3 separate regions of the Mus musculus genome follow, and regions 1 and 3 are each linked to region 2. A link is a contact called in public promoter capture Hi-C data. All regions are on one chromosome and are shown on one strand. Each heading gives the region's core, a stretch centred on a gene start, on an enhancer-like site or on the middle of the called end of the contact. The rest is flanking DNA. Distances are from core to core; before and after follow the strand shown.

Region 1 (4,634 bases), core at 1,429-3,928, 3.2 Mb before region 2:
GCTGGAAATAGACACTTACCCAAACAGAACATCAATATGGCCTATTAATAGTTATATGAAAAATTAGCATCAGAATGAGAGTCATTAAAATCACAAAGAGAGGCCACCTCAAGCCCATTAAGAGTGTCAGTTACAGCAGCCCAGAGACTTAGCAAAGAGGTTTGTTTAGAGTGCTTGTTGCTCTTGCAGAGGCTAGGGTTCCCAGCACCCACATGGTGGTTCACAACCAGTTCTAACTCCAATTTCAAGGGATTTGACACACTCTTCGGATCACCTACACGACCAGGTATGCACAAGGAGCCATAGGTTATGTAGGCACAACACTCAGGAAGAGAGAGAGAGAGAGAGAGAGAGAGAATAATGAATATGAATCTTTTTAAAAACACTGACCATTATCAGAAAACAAAACATAATGTAGAGAATATAGAAGAAAAAGAACATCATGGAGGAAATGTAACTTCACAGTCATTGCAGAAAACAATGTGGCAGATTTTCAATTACAAACAGACCTCACACTGATCCATGGATCCCACGGCTGAGGGGAATACACACAAAGGAAATAACATCAGTATCTGCAAGAGACATTTACACTCCCACCGCTCTTCCAGCATCATTTCCATAGCAGTGATACGCGACCTCACCAGCAGACGAATGGACCAAGCACATGGAGGATGGGGCTCACGCACAGTGAATCATTTACTACAATATGGATGCACACATGCAATACGCTAAAGAGGAAGGCAAGCACGGGGGATGGGGATGGCTCAGGGGCTGAGAGCCGCTATGGCTTTTGCAGAGGACAGAGTTCAGTCTCCTGACAGCTACAGTGCCTGGAACCCAAGCTGCAGGGAAGCCTATAGCTCTGGTTTCCGGGGGGGGGGGGCACCTGTGGTCATGGACACATAACCCAACATACGTAACTTTGAAGACAAATACTTCATCTTTAAACAATGACAGATACCCATGGTCTCAGTCATGTAGAATCTGAAGCTGTTTTCTCCTAGGAACAGCAAGATGCTGGTTGGTGGGGTTTGAGTGGCGGAGGCGTCAAGAGTGGGAGACGCAGATCCATAAGGGAGAGAGATGGGAGGATGATGATCAAGGGCTACAGAATTCCAGCTACCGGACAGAAGCTCAGAGATGTGTCATGAAACATGGACTTCGATGGATGGTTTTGAAAAGACAGAGAGGGTGGACATTAAGTGTACTCACTCCAAAAATGTGAGTTAGATTAAGTCATCCCAAAGGACATAAATACGGTACAGATTTACACAATACAAACAGTTCGTCGCAACATTTGGAAAAACACTCTGCTCTATGGTATATTCACCTTCCTTGTTTTTGAAATAGGTTCTCACTGTGTAGGCCAGCTGGCCTGAAACGTGTTATGGGGATCAAGCTGCTACAGAATTCACATTGCCCTTCCTGCTTCTTTCTGCCTCGTTGTACCCCACAAAGCCTAGCTTTTCTGTTTGAGTGGCTTTCTTAAACATCCACCAGCAATCGCATTGTTTCTCACACTCCCTTGTCCTGCAGAACACTGAGTGGAATGAACCCAAGATGGCCTCACAGAGCAACAACTAAAGCACACCAGGCCCTTAGGATATGGCGGCACTGCACTAACAGGCTTCACCACAGGCATCCTAAGGTTCCTGACAGGCCTGGAGAGCCTGAGGGGACAGAACCAAGACTCCAACCCAGATGGAGGGGAGGGGAGGGGAGGGGGAGAGAGCCTACCACTTTCCCAATCTCAAAATCTACTAGAAAACAAAAACCTCCACTCTTCCGCTGCTTTGAAATGAAGACCTGTAAGAAGATCTAAGGCCATCTGACGTGTGACACCATCCAAATAGAAATCGATTTAGCACATCGGAGTTTGAAAGCCCTTTTGTTAACCTCTGTCGGTTCCTATCTATAACATGGTCGGTGAGGTGGGGGGAGTGATTGTAGACAGAAGATGTCAAGGGTCATTGAAACGATAATGTGAATACTAACTGGAAAGGGGAGGGACAATGTAAGGGACACAATGATGGCGGTATCAATTTACACGTTCCTTCTTCATTTACTGACAATTCCATATTCTAAACATAAAACCCTCATTTCTCGCACAGAGAGAAAGCGCAAACTCGCCCTTGAGCCTTCGGTGGGTAGCAACAACGATCTCACGCTCCTCCAGCCCTCCTTTTGAATAATGGCCTGCGCAGGGAGCCTGAGTAAGCCTAGATTACATCTGAGTAAGCCTAGATTACATTTGAGAGCATCCCCAGTGAGCATTTCCCCTCTCTTCCCTCGACACTCACACGGCTAGAGCTCTGAGAAAAGGCCAGTAGGCCACCCTCGGAGGCACTTTCGGCCTCAAATGCTCGTCACAAAGCTCAATCTGAACCACAGGGAAAGCTTCCCTTCAGACTCCGCCCCTCACCTCTCCTCAGTGAAGCTTGGTCCTCTGCTGGTGGCCGCGAGAGAAAGCGACAAGCACGGTGATAATGCAAATAGCTCAAGGTGCGTACGCAGAGACGCGCGCGCGCACACACAGCACCGTCCCTAAACACTCACACACGCATCAACATCCATCCACCCCACCGTCCACACCCACACCCGGACTCCCGGCCTTACTCTGCAGAGACCGAAGACACAAAGCAATTCCCTACTCAGACCAGAAAGACCCGACCGTCCGCTATAGCGCCGCCAGGGCACCGGAAGTTGCTTTACTTCCGCCGCGGTAGCCCCTGGGAAATGTAGTGCCGAGTGCTCAACTCGATGAAGCCTAGCGGTCTGTAGTTCAGAGAGATCACTGCACACAACTTAGGCCAGGCCATCTGAGAGCTATGCCAGTGGTTTGTGGGAGACGTCGTGTTCTGTCTCCCAGACCCCCCACCCCACCCCCGGACAGAATAGGAAGCGTGATCAAATCCGGATATAACTGGCGTGGTTACACTTTGCACCAAGAGGGATTCCACCTGCTGTGCTCTAGTAGGGACTATGGTAGATTGGAAGACACTGAACTAAAGAATTGGTTGGTTTTAAACGTGGTAGTTTATATCAGCGATTTCAGACAGCCAGATGTTCAGAGAGTCAGTGTCCCTGTTATCTAGATAGGAAAACGTGAGTGAGGACTAGTTGGATAAATATCAACAGAACTGCGCCCATTTTGAAAGGTGAATGACTAGCATGTGGAAGTATCTAAACAACCACCGACGTATGTAAACAACCACCGACGTATGCCTTGTTTATGTAGGGAAAACGTACTTAGTGTAACATGACATTGAAAGATCCTGACAGAATGTAAAAGGTCACACAAGCCCTGAAATTGGCAAGATAGATGTCACTGTTAGCAGAACTAGCTTCACTGATTTAGAAAAATAGAGGTGCACAATGCTCTGGCCACTCCTTGAACCCGTGTGTCTGCCAATGTTTTGACCGTTCCTTGAACCCATGTGTGTGCCCACTGATGAAGCCCATTGCCAGGTGTTTGTGATATTGGTTGCTGAAAAAGAGTCAGAAAATCTCCCCAGCAACAACAGCCCGGCCAATCTAGAGTTCCTACACCTGCACCAGACTCTTCCCTTGGACCCCTCCCATACCCATTTCTTGAGAATAAACATTGTTTAGATCTGGAAATCCCCTACTTCCCCCTTCTCCTTCCCCCCCTGAGGGCCTATAAAAACTGGGACCTCTTTCCCCTTGGGGTCGACTCCTCTACCCCTGCGTGGGATATGAGTCGTCCCCAGAGCTCTGGCTTTCCCCGAATAAAGCCTCATGTGGTTTGCATCAAGCTTGGTCTCTTGTGAGTTCTTGGGTGTCCGCTATTGTCCTGAGGCCTGAGCAAGGGGCTCCTCTCGGAGTCTTTCAACATGAGCTTTCAAAACCACATTTATTTATTATTTATATTTACACATATTTTTCCAGAACATGAGAGAAAACTAGTGTCAAGGTTAATGATAATCCTATTAGGACCACTAAACATATTAGACGCTTTGTAAATGATCTAAACGCCTACAGTATAGACAGATTAGATTTGAAATAAGTCAGTCTCAACCAGATGTTAACTACAGAAAATACGTTGATAAATACTCTAGCTGATTAAAAGTGACCATCCTCAGGCGGGCAGTGGTGGCACATGCCTTTAATACCAGATTTCTAAGAGTTCAAGGCCAGCCTGGTCTACAGAACCAGCAGTCTCTACACGAAGAAACCTTGTAACAAAAGACAAACAAAACAAAGTGACCATCCTCACAATAGTCAAAAGAAGAATTAGATTGATTTTAAAGTTGAGGCAGATTGGGGGACAAAGAACATTGCCATTGATGACAAAGTAGCAATTCATCAAATGAAGTTCAGTTTGTTTTGTTTTGTTTTGTTTTGTTTTCAAGACAGTTTCTCTGTGTAACAGCTCTGGCCATCCAGGAACTCACTTTGTAGACCACATTGGTTCATAATGGTTTGTGTGGCAAACCAAAAGACCTACAGTTTGTCCTGCCTGCAGAATGTTCTGGGACTAATAAGTGGAAACTTATGGTTTCTTTGAAAAATCAGTTGTGTAGGATGGTGATTGGCTGGGGCAAACACATGAAGGAGTGTTTTTCTGAAGCAGATACAGGTGAAAGGAGTTTTTGCTAAAGCAAGCACCCGAA
Region 2 (4,601 bases), core at 543-3,042:
TGAGAGGGAACTGGAAATGGAAGAACAGGGCGAGCAATCGGAAATAATGCTCTGTAAAGGTTTGGTGTTAACGAAAGGAAGGATGGGAGGGGAGTCACTTGAGAACCAAGCCAATGAGGAGGATGGGAGTGCTGGAGAGGGATCTCAAATGTTACGAGAGATGGGAGTCCAGCATCTTGTCTGACACAAGTATTTGCATATATATATATATATCTGGGCTTGTGATGCCAGAGAGCTTGCACGAAACAGGACCTTTGTGGTGGGCTTTCCAGTTGACCCTTGACGGTGCAGGCTTTAAACGACAGAAAAGTGATCCCTGCTTATGGCAGAGTCTCCATGATCTCAAACTCTGTGCTCATGGGTGTGGTGGGTGCTGTCCTACGCAAATAAGTAGGGTATGGACGAATGGGCAGCCAAGAAAAGCTTGCGTCTAACACTCTAGGAACAGGGCTCGAGAACTTTAAAGACCTCCGTAGCTGAGTTGGATCTAAGGCCACCCCATCCAGCCCGAACTGTCCCCTCACCTCTGCAGCGCCTCCGCCTGGGTCCGCAGCACCACCTGCAGGCGCTCTAGCTCCTCGCAGCGGTCACTGCTGCTGCAATCCGCCGGCGGCACAAAGAGAGGCGCAGCTCCTAACCCAGCACTGTTCAACAAGGCTGCAGTCTCATCCCGGGCTTTAGCTGCATTCTGGGAATCTCCAGGGCGCAGATTCCGGACAGCCAGCAGCGGGGTTCCTCTAGCCAGGGCGGCTCGCGCTGCCTCTCCCAGAGCTGGGGTCAAGGGCTCCTCGCTCCCCTCAGATCCTGGTAGCACCAATACCAGCAAGTTGGCCTCCGCCGCCCAGGGCCCGGGAGCTGCGGGTGGGCAACTCAGCTCACCCAGGAAGAGGCCCGGAGCCGCAGCTCTCAGGCTGGGGACTCCAGAGTCCTGCCGTCCATCGGGAATCTCTACCGTGTCCACATTCTTACCGCATAACGCGGCGATCAGGGCGGACTTTCCCGAGCCGGGAGGCCCCAGGAATAAGGCAGTCACGTCACCCTGAGGCAGAGGCATTGCTGGAAAGCAAGAGGCGGGGAAAGAAATTGGTCAGGGAGCACGTAAGACTTTTTGTTTGCTTCTTTTCTAAGACAGCGTCTCGCTGTGTAGCCCTGGCTGGCCTGAACTCATTACGTAGACCAGGCTGGCCTGACATTCAAGAGATCGATCCTCTCCCCTCTGTCTCCCAGAGTGCTGAGATTAAAGGCGTCGCACTCCCCCACACCAATCAACACCCTCTCCTAACTGATTCACTGTAGATCCAGGCTTCAGTCCTCCAGCCTGTCCTCTACTTCCATTCTCCAGTGTCACGCTGCAGGACCTAGAAACTCAACCCCCAGGGCCTATTCCTGGGAGAGCCAGGTATATGCCCATTCTCCACACGAATGCATTTCTCTATTTAAAAAAGAAGAAACAGAAGAAGGAAAACAAAAACCCTCAAAAACCTGACTGCCAAACTCGAGAATGGTCTTTCCCCTCCCCATTCCAAATCACCAACCGATCAGAGAGGTGACACGCCTGGAGAGCACAGAGGCCCAGCCCCTTAAGACGAGCTGACGGAGGCTGAAGGGGCAGGAGTGTCCGGATTTAGAAACATCCGGACTCCTTCAGGTGGCTCTATACTGACGTCATTCCTTCCAAGACCGGTGTGTCTTGGAGTGCCACTGCGGAGAGGAAGAATTTTTGGCAGCTCCTTCTTTCTAGCTAAGGCTGTTTGGGCAAAGGCACAATAAAACCCATGCGCGTGCGCAGAAAGTTTTGGGGCGGTGCCCCACCAAGACCAGCAACCAATACGCCTGCGCAGTACGTGCAGGGTTTGTACGGCAAAGGGGGACAGGAAGCGATGAGCCCACGCAGTAAGCTTAGCGTTGTACGGAGCACACAACCAACGTCATCATCACGCACCCCTGTACAGAAAAGGACCTCTCCACTTGCCCTTGCGAAGACTTGCCTGCCGTGACTATATTAGTGCCGGACTGCAACCTTGAACCTGACTCGGGGACAATGGTGGTGCAACAGATCACTGGAGTCTGGAGACTAGGAAAAACTATCCCGCTCTCGTCCGGTGGCAGAGCTGTGGCGACCAACTGTCAGGCGCAGCTAAGGGACAGTCTTCGGGGAGGAAAGCAAGAGGCGTCCGTGACCATCAAGAACTAAGAGCAGAAGGCAGTGCATGGGAGCAGCGTGATCCAGAAATGAACTAGTGAACGCGGGCGGCGGTGACTACGGTGAAACAGTAATCAATGTCAGAGAAGGATGTCTCCTGGGAGAAGGCGGGCTCAAGTGTGAGCACCACTGCTTGTGCGGGGGTTATGGTTGACACGTGAGAAACTAGGATGGGGCTGGTAAGAAAGACCAAGAGTTCCACCTTCGAGGGAATTCGGTTTCGTGAAGATGAGGACACAGGGGCTTGAAGACCGAGGTGTCACAAACCCGAGGAGTCTCCCATGTGAGACTGCTGAAGCTTTTCTAGTGAGAGTGTCATTAGAGTTCAGTGAGTGTCAAAAAATAGAGCGAGGCCCACTAAGGTTGGTGGCAGCCACGCCCCCCCCCTCTCTCTTTCATATCAGAACATCGCCCTGAAGACACTGTAGAGGGCAAGCGTCTCCCAAGGAATGGAGTCCAGACAGCCCAGGAGACGACCTCTTTGAGTACTGCCAGAAAGAGGGGTTGGGTGCAGGAGTGACAGACACTAAAGGGACCTCCATATCTCGACGCCCCGCCCTGCTACAGGTGGCCGCAGTGACTACCTGCCAGGAATGACCTCCTCTCATGATCAAAATTATTTCCCTTGATTTGGGCACACAAACAGAAGCAGGACGACATTTAGAGGAATAAAGGGCTGCCAGGCGAAGATTGGGTTGTGGGGTGTGACTGGCAATATCATTACCTGGAATGAGTCCCCAGGGTTCTTGTCCCACTTTCCCCCTAGACTTTCAATATGACTATGCTTCAGTTTCCCGTAGCAAACGTGTGCAACACGGGCTATGGTGGTAGCACACCTTTAATCCCCGAATTTAGGAGGTAGAGGCAGGCCGTTCACTGAGTTTGAAGCCAGCCTGCTCTATAGAGAAAGTTCCAGGACATCCAGGGCTACACAGACAAATCTTGTCTTAATAAACAAACCAAAACGGGCATCACAGCTCACTTCCATGGGGTAGTTATGGAATTAGCTGTCGAAAGGGGAAAACTTGACTTGAATGAAATTTAATTTAAATGATAACATCTACTTTATAACAGCTGTGACCCTGACTGAGTGTTCTCTGCACTGGGTGCATTCGATGCCAAGTATGGAGGAGTGACCTTGATTATCTCATTCGGCTCTAATGTCGGGCTGCGGTGTACCGCAGCGGTAGTATCAGTGTCTCACAGGCAGAGACCACAAGGAACACATCTGGCTTGGACAAGCTGGGATTACCGTTCAGTTTTCAAAACCCTGTATTTAAGCCAGGCACACGCCATTAATCCCAGGACTCTGGAGGTAGAGGCAATTGGATCTCTGAATTCGAGGCCAGCCTGGTCTACAGCGTGATTCCAAGACAGCAAAGGTTACACTGAGAAACCCTGTCTCAACAAACAAAACATAAAACAACCAACAAAAACAAACAAACAAACCAAAACCCCCTGTATTTAAAACAAGTGGTGGTGGCTCATGTCATGTCTTTAATCCCGGCATTCAAGGAGGGAGAGGAAGGTGAATCCATGAATTTGAGACCAGCCTGGCCTACAGACTGAGTTCCAGGGCAACTAGGGCTGTTACATAGACCAACCCTGTCTTACACAACTCCCCCCGCCCCCCCCCCCCACCCAATTTGGTGGTTCTCAGAACAAAATTGAGAGACAGCTTAGGAGTTAAGAGCATTAGTTGCTTTTACAGAGATTTCAAGTTCAGCTCTCAGCACCGGCATATTGGCTCACACCATACATAACTCCAGGTCCTGGAGATCCAATGCCTTCTAACCTCTGCAGGCACCAGGCATGGATATGGTGCACACACATACAAGTAAACCAAATAGATAAAATAATAACCAAAATCAAGAACTTGTGCATAGTAGGCAAGTATTCTGCCACTGAGCCACACTGTAACCCCTCACTGGGGAAGTCTAGGCAGGAGCTCTACCACTGAGCCACGCCCCAGCCCCTCACTGGGGAATTCTAGGCAGGGGCTCTACCACTGAGCCACACCCCCAGCCCCTCACTGGGGGATTCTAGGCAGGGGCTCTACCACTGAGTCACATATCAGATTTATTGGGCACTGCAAAATATACCATGTGGAAAGAGCCAGGCAGAGTGTTCAAAAGAGTTTATAGAATTGGGCTTGTGTATGTGGTTTTAGGAAGGGTTCGAAGAAGAGGGTTATTAGTCAGGATCAGATGCTGCCAGGAAGCAGAAGCATCCATGATTGGGTTTTTGGGTTGTTGTCCTGTTTTTCTGAGAGAAGGCCTCTAGCTAGGAGCAGTGCTACAGTGTCTACAATTAACTGAGATATCAGCTGTGTGTCAGATGTATAATCCCTGCTGGCCTATAGACCAGGCTGGCTCTGAACTCACAGTGGTCCACCTGT
Region 3 (4,673 bases), core at 739-3,238, 4.8 Mb after region 2:
TACACTGCCGGAACATCAGAGGCCTGGCCTCACCAGGAGGGTGGCTCCAGGTCACTCGCCTCTGTGCAGTCTGGCCCCGAGAGCTGGCAGAGGACTTTGTCTCTGTAAACAGGGTGGGGGCAGGGAGACGGGGCTCAGGAGCCTCCCTGTCCCAAAACGGGCTGAGGTGGTAGCTTGTGCTGACTTTCTCCCAGTGGGAAGGTCAGAGGTCTCAGAAACTTCAGGAAGAAACGGAGTTCCTGGAAGTTCAGCACAATAAGGAAAGTTACTCTGGGAGGAACGGGCCCTAGCACCTTCCCAGGCTGAAACAGGAAATGTCAAGTTGTTTTGTTTTTTAAATTTTGTTGAAGATGTAGCTCTGGGCCTCACGTGTCAGGCAGGTGCTGCTGGGTTCCCTATAGTGCTTTTCCGTGAGGCCTGCTCTGGGGTGTGCGATAAGGGCCTCAGATTGGGCTCTGCATCTCACTGCTGCACCTCATGGCATCCCAAGGGAAGCAAAGACTCACGATGAACTGGTCAGTGTCCTAGACCGCAGCACTAAGACCCTCTCTACTGCCTGGGCTGGAGATGGGAGCTGGCCCTTAGCAACCCATGAAAATCATCTCACCACACCCAGTCCTTGCCAGTGTTTTCTGAAGCCAAAGCTAACAGGCCTGGGCCTGGCCAGGCACCCTGTACGTACCCTTGGAGCCAGGTGTTCCGCCTCTGCCCATCCTGCAGAATCATGTTTTGCCGTGTCTGGTGCCAAACACTGCTATGTGGCTTCTCTCCTGCCATCAACAGCTGGGAACAGGGAACCTTGTGCAGGCAGTGCTTCTAGCAAGCTTGCTGTGGTCTCTGAGCCCCTTGTCCTACCTGACTTCCCAGGTACAATGGCTTTCCCACTTTTTGGGGGTTTTGTTGTTGTTGGGTTTTTTTTTGTTTTTCAAGACAGGGTTTCTCTGTGTAGTCCTGTCGGTCCTGGAACTCACTTTGTAGACCAGGCTGGCCTCCAACTCAGAAATTCACCTGCCTCTGCCTCCAAGTGCTGGGATTATGGGATTAAAGGCATGTGCCACCACGCCCAGCTGGCTTTTCCACTTTTTAGCCAGGACTTCATTCTATTACCTGAGCTCGGGATCTTCCTGCCTCAGCTTTGCATATGGCTAGCACTATAGACCCATGTTCCAGTGAATGACTTATGGCTTGTCTTTTTTTTTTTTTTTTTTTTTTTTTATGTGCATTAGTGTTTTGCCTGCATGTATGCCTTCGTGAGGGTAGCAGATCTTGGTGTTACAGTTGTGAGCTGCTGTGTGGGTGCTGCGATTTTGAACCTAGGTCCTGTGAAATGCAGTCAGTGCTCCTAACCTCTGAGTCATCTCTCCAGCTCCTGCTCTTCTGCTTTTATGAGGAAAAAGAAAAGAGAAGTGGCTTGAGAGTGGAAAATGCACATGCAGGGGTGCACACCTGCAGTCCCAGCATGCTACAGCAGAGGCAGAAGGACCTTTGTGGGTTAGAGGGCAGCCTGAGAATCTTATCTCAAAACAACTTTTTAAAATGTGCTCTGTAGGGGTAGCTCTTCCCTCCCAAGGTGACACATCTGGCAATCGCCAGAAACAGATCAGGAGCATCAACGCTTGGTTTCCCAGGGCTTGGCTTAATGTATGGCTTCAAACCCATCGGGAGCCACCACTGAACAGCTCCTGAAGGAACTGGAGCACGTCCCAGCCTTGGAATGGAAAGAGTTCACCTGTGGTGGAGGAATCAACAACGAGGGATCCCAGAACAACGATCTTCACCCCAGAAGCTGAGCCTCTTAGCCCCCACCCACCCATTTCCATTTAGGCTGCCAGCTCTTTTCTTTACAATGCACCAGACCCCGCGGGGAAAGGGAAGGAGCGGTTCTCAGTGCCCCAGTACCAAGGCCTGGATTATTCAATGAGGTGTCCGCTCCCTTTGTTGGCGGGGGAGGGGAGCGGGGGGTCACAAGGCATCCAAACTCCACCTCTTTCCTCTGCCCTGCTGTGAAGGGGGAGAGAACAACCCGCCTCGTGACAGGGGGCTGGCACAGCCCGCCCTAGCCCTGAGGAGGGGGCGGGACAGGGGGAGTCCTATAATTGGACCGGTCTGGGATCCGATCCCCTGCTCAGACCCTGGAGGCTAAGGACTTGTTTCGGAAGGAGCTGGTAAGACAAGCTGGGCTGGGGATTCACCCAGGGACCTTGGTAGGATGTGGGCTGGGAACCTTGAGATCCCCCGGAGTCCAGGAAACAGGCACAAGAATTGGAAAAGCAGGCAGCACGATAGAAGTCTTGGGGGACAAACTAAGGACTCGAGGTAACTAGCCTTTGCCAGAGTCAGAGCAGGTGGAGGGGTTACCTCCAGGAAGGAGTACGGGACTGTCGGTGCACGGCGTACCGGCTCAACTAGGAACCATCCTATGGCGAAAAAACTCGGGATGAGCCTTAGGCTGCTTTTATATAAATACCTACTGATTTCCATCACAGTCCCCAAGTAACCCGGACTGGTTTCAAACTGTGGCTCCTCATGGCTGAGCTCCCTAAGTTCTGTAGTTGTGGGAGGGTACCACTTCGCAGGGATGGAGGACGATTAAAAATCGTGTTAAATTAACACAAAATGGAAAGCAGGACTTAGCCGGGAAGAAAGAGGAATGTAAGCTGGACCACCCGCTGGCCCTCTGTGAAGTGGAATTTGAACCCTAGGAGAGGGAGCTGGAATTTTTGGCAGCGGATCCACCCCGGGGTGCCGAGATAGCGAACTCGGCAAGGGGAGGTAAACAGACCTTTGGGAAGAGCGGGTGCTCTGTTTTGGAGATGTTTGTGATGGCTCACAGATCTGAGAAGGGAAGATGGGGTTCTCTGGGTGGCCGGAGTCCCTCCACCCCCGCCCCCTGGTGTTCAAAGACAATTTTTCCCTCCGCAGACTGGCCAATCACAATTGCGAAGATGAAGGCTCTGTGGGCCGTGCTGTTGGTCACATTGCTGACAGGTATGGAGCAAGGACTTGCTGTGGTGCCGCTTTTTCTGCTCCTCTGTGGACTCTATTCTAGCCCTAGATCTCTTCTGCTGGTGGGTTGAGGCTGAGGCGGTTCTGAGACCTCTCTGAGATTCAATAGCCCTGAGCAGCTGTTTTATATACTCTTTAGGCCTTGATTTCCCCTAACTATAAGAGGATTGATGGCTTAGTGGGTAAAGGTGCTTATCATAAAGCTTGAAGACTTAACTCTGAGACCAACATAGTGGAAGGAGAGAGCCAATTCCCTCTAGAACTCTGACCTCCAAGGGTACACACACACACACACACACACACACACACACACACAATAAAAAGTTGATTTCTTAGTTGCTCTTAAAAGTGGGGTATACATTTTCTAATTCCACACCTGCCTAGTCTCGGCTCTGAACTACATAGGATACAAGACAGTGCATGCTTGTAGTATCTAAACAGACTCCACAGCCTCCAGACCCACTTCAAAGAGACCCAAAAAGACTGTAGGTCCTGACCCAGCCTTAAACTTACTCTACACAGGATGCCTAGCCGAGGGAGAGCCGGAGGTGACAGATCAGCTCGAGTGGCAAAGCAACCAACCCTGGGAGCAGGCCCTGAACCGCTTCTGGGATTACCTGCGCTGGGTGCAGACGCTGTCTGACCAGGTCCAGGAAGAGCTGCAGAGCTCCCAAGTCACACAAGAACTGACGTGAGTGTCCAGCTCTTTCACCCTCGGCAGGCACCAGCTGATCCAGGGTTGCCTCCTATCTGGGTCCCCAGCCCCTTCTTGTTTCCTTTCTCAATTAGTGTGTAGCCCAGGTTGGCCTTGAATCCTCCTGCCTTCTTTAGCCTTCTGGATGCTGGGAGGAACAGACATTTATTACTTGCTTGGTCGATTGGCTTTTGGCTTCTTGAGACAGGATCCCATTCTGTAACTCAAGCTGGCTTCGAAGGCTCTGCAATTCTTATGCCGCAGCTTCTCAACTTCTGGGAACACAAGCGAGTACCATCACCTCTTGCTCTGTGGTTTCTGGCCCTTCTGTCCTGCCTTCATCTCCTTCCTGTGTTTCCTCTGGGCCTGCAGGGCACTGATGGAGGACACTATGACGGAAGTAAAGGCTTACAAAAAGGAGCTGGAGGAACAGCTGGGTCCAGTGGCGGAGGAGACACGGGCCAGGCTGGGCAAAGAGGTGCAGGCGGCACAGGCCCGACTCGGAGCCGACATGGAGGATCTACGCAACCGACTCGGGCAGTACCGCAACGAGGTGCACACCATGCTGGGCCAGAGCACAGAGGAGATACGGGCGCGGCTCTCCACACACCTGCGCAAGATGCGCAAGCGCTTGATGCGGGATGCCGAGGATCTGCAGAAGCGCCTAGCTGTGTACAAGGCAGGGGCACGCGAGGGCGCCGAGCGCGGTGTGAGTGCCATCCGTGAGCGCCTGGGGCCTCTGGTGGAGCAAGGTCGCCAGCGCACTGCCAACCTAGGCGCTGGGGCCGCCCAGCCTCTGCGCGATCGCGCCCAGGCTTTTGGTGACCGCATCCGAGGGCGGCTGGAGGAAGTGGGCAACCAGGCCCGTGACCGCCTAGAGGAGGTGCGTGAGCACATGGAGGAGGTGCGCTCCAAGATGGAGGAACAGACCCAGCAAATACGCCTGCAGGCGGAGATCTTCCAGGCCCGCCTC

What was found. Promoter capture Hi-C pulls out the DNA fragments that hold promoters and counts their contacts.
Region 1: a contact with region 2 is called in a promoter capture Hi-C map of pre-B cells. The contact joins the promoter of Zfp60 here to the promoter of Irgq in region 2. A contact is called at or near these places in 2 of 39 promoter capture datasets (cranial neural crest and pre-B cells).
Region 3: a contact with region 2 is called in a promoter capture Hi-C map of the HPC-7 cell line. The contact joins the promoter of Apoe here to the promoter of Irgq in region 2. A contact is called at or near these places in 3 of 39 promoter capture datasets (the HPC-7 cell line, cranial neural crest and second pharyngeal arch cranial neural crest).

The regions. Positions count from the first base shown.
Region 1 is chr7:27,729,453-27,734,086 of GRCm38.p6, reverse strand. It overlaps Zfp60 (zinc finger protein 60), which reads right to left and starts at 2,678. Exons shown (of 5, transcript NM_029531.2): 1 at 2,617-2,678.
Region 2 is chr7:24,527,839-24,532,439 of GRCm38.p6, reverse strand. Irgq (immunity-related GTPase family, Q) reads right to left here and starts at 1,792. Exons shown (of 3, transcript NM_153134.3): 1 at 1,536-1,792; 2 at 525-1,056. The coding sequence starts at 1,054.
Region 3 is chr7:19,696,503-19,701,175 of GRCm38.p6, reverse strand. It overlaps Apoe (apolipoprotein E), which reads left to right and starts at 1,988. Exons shown (of 4, transcript NM_009696.4): 1 at 1,988-2,165; 2 at 2,923-2,988; 3 at 3,529-3,697; 4 at 4,073-4,673. The coding sequence starts at 2,946.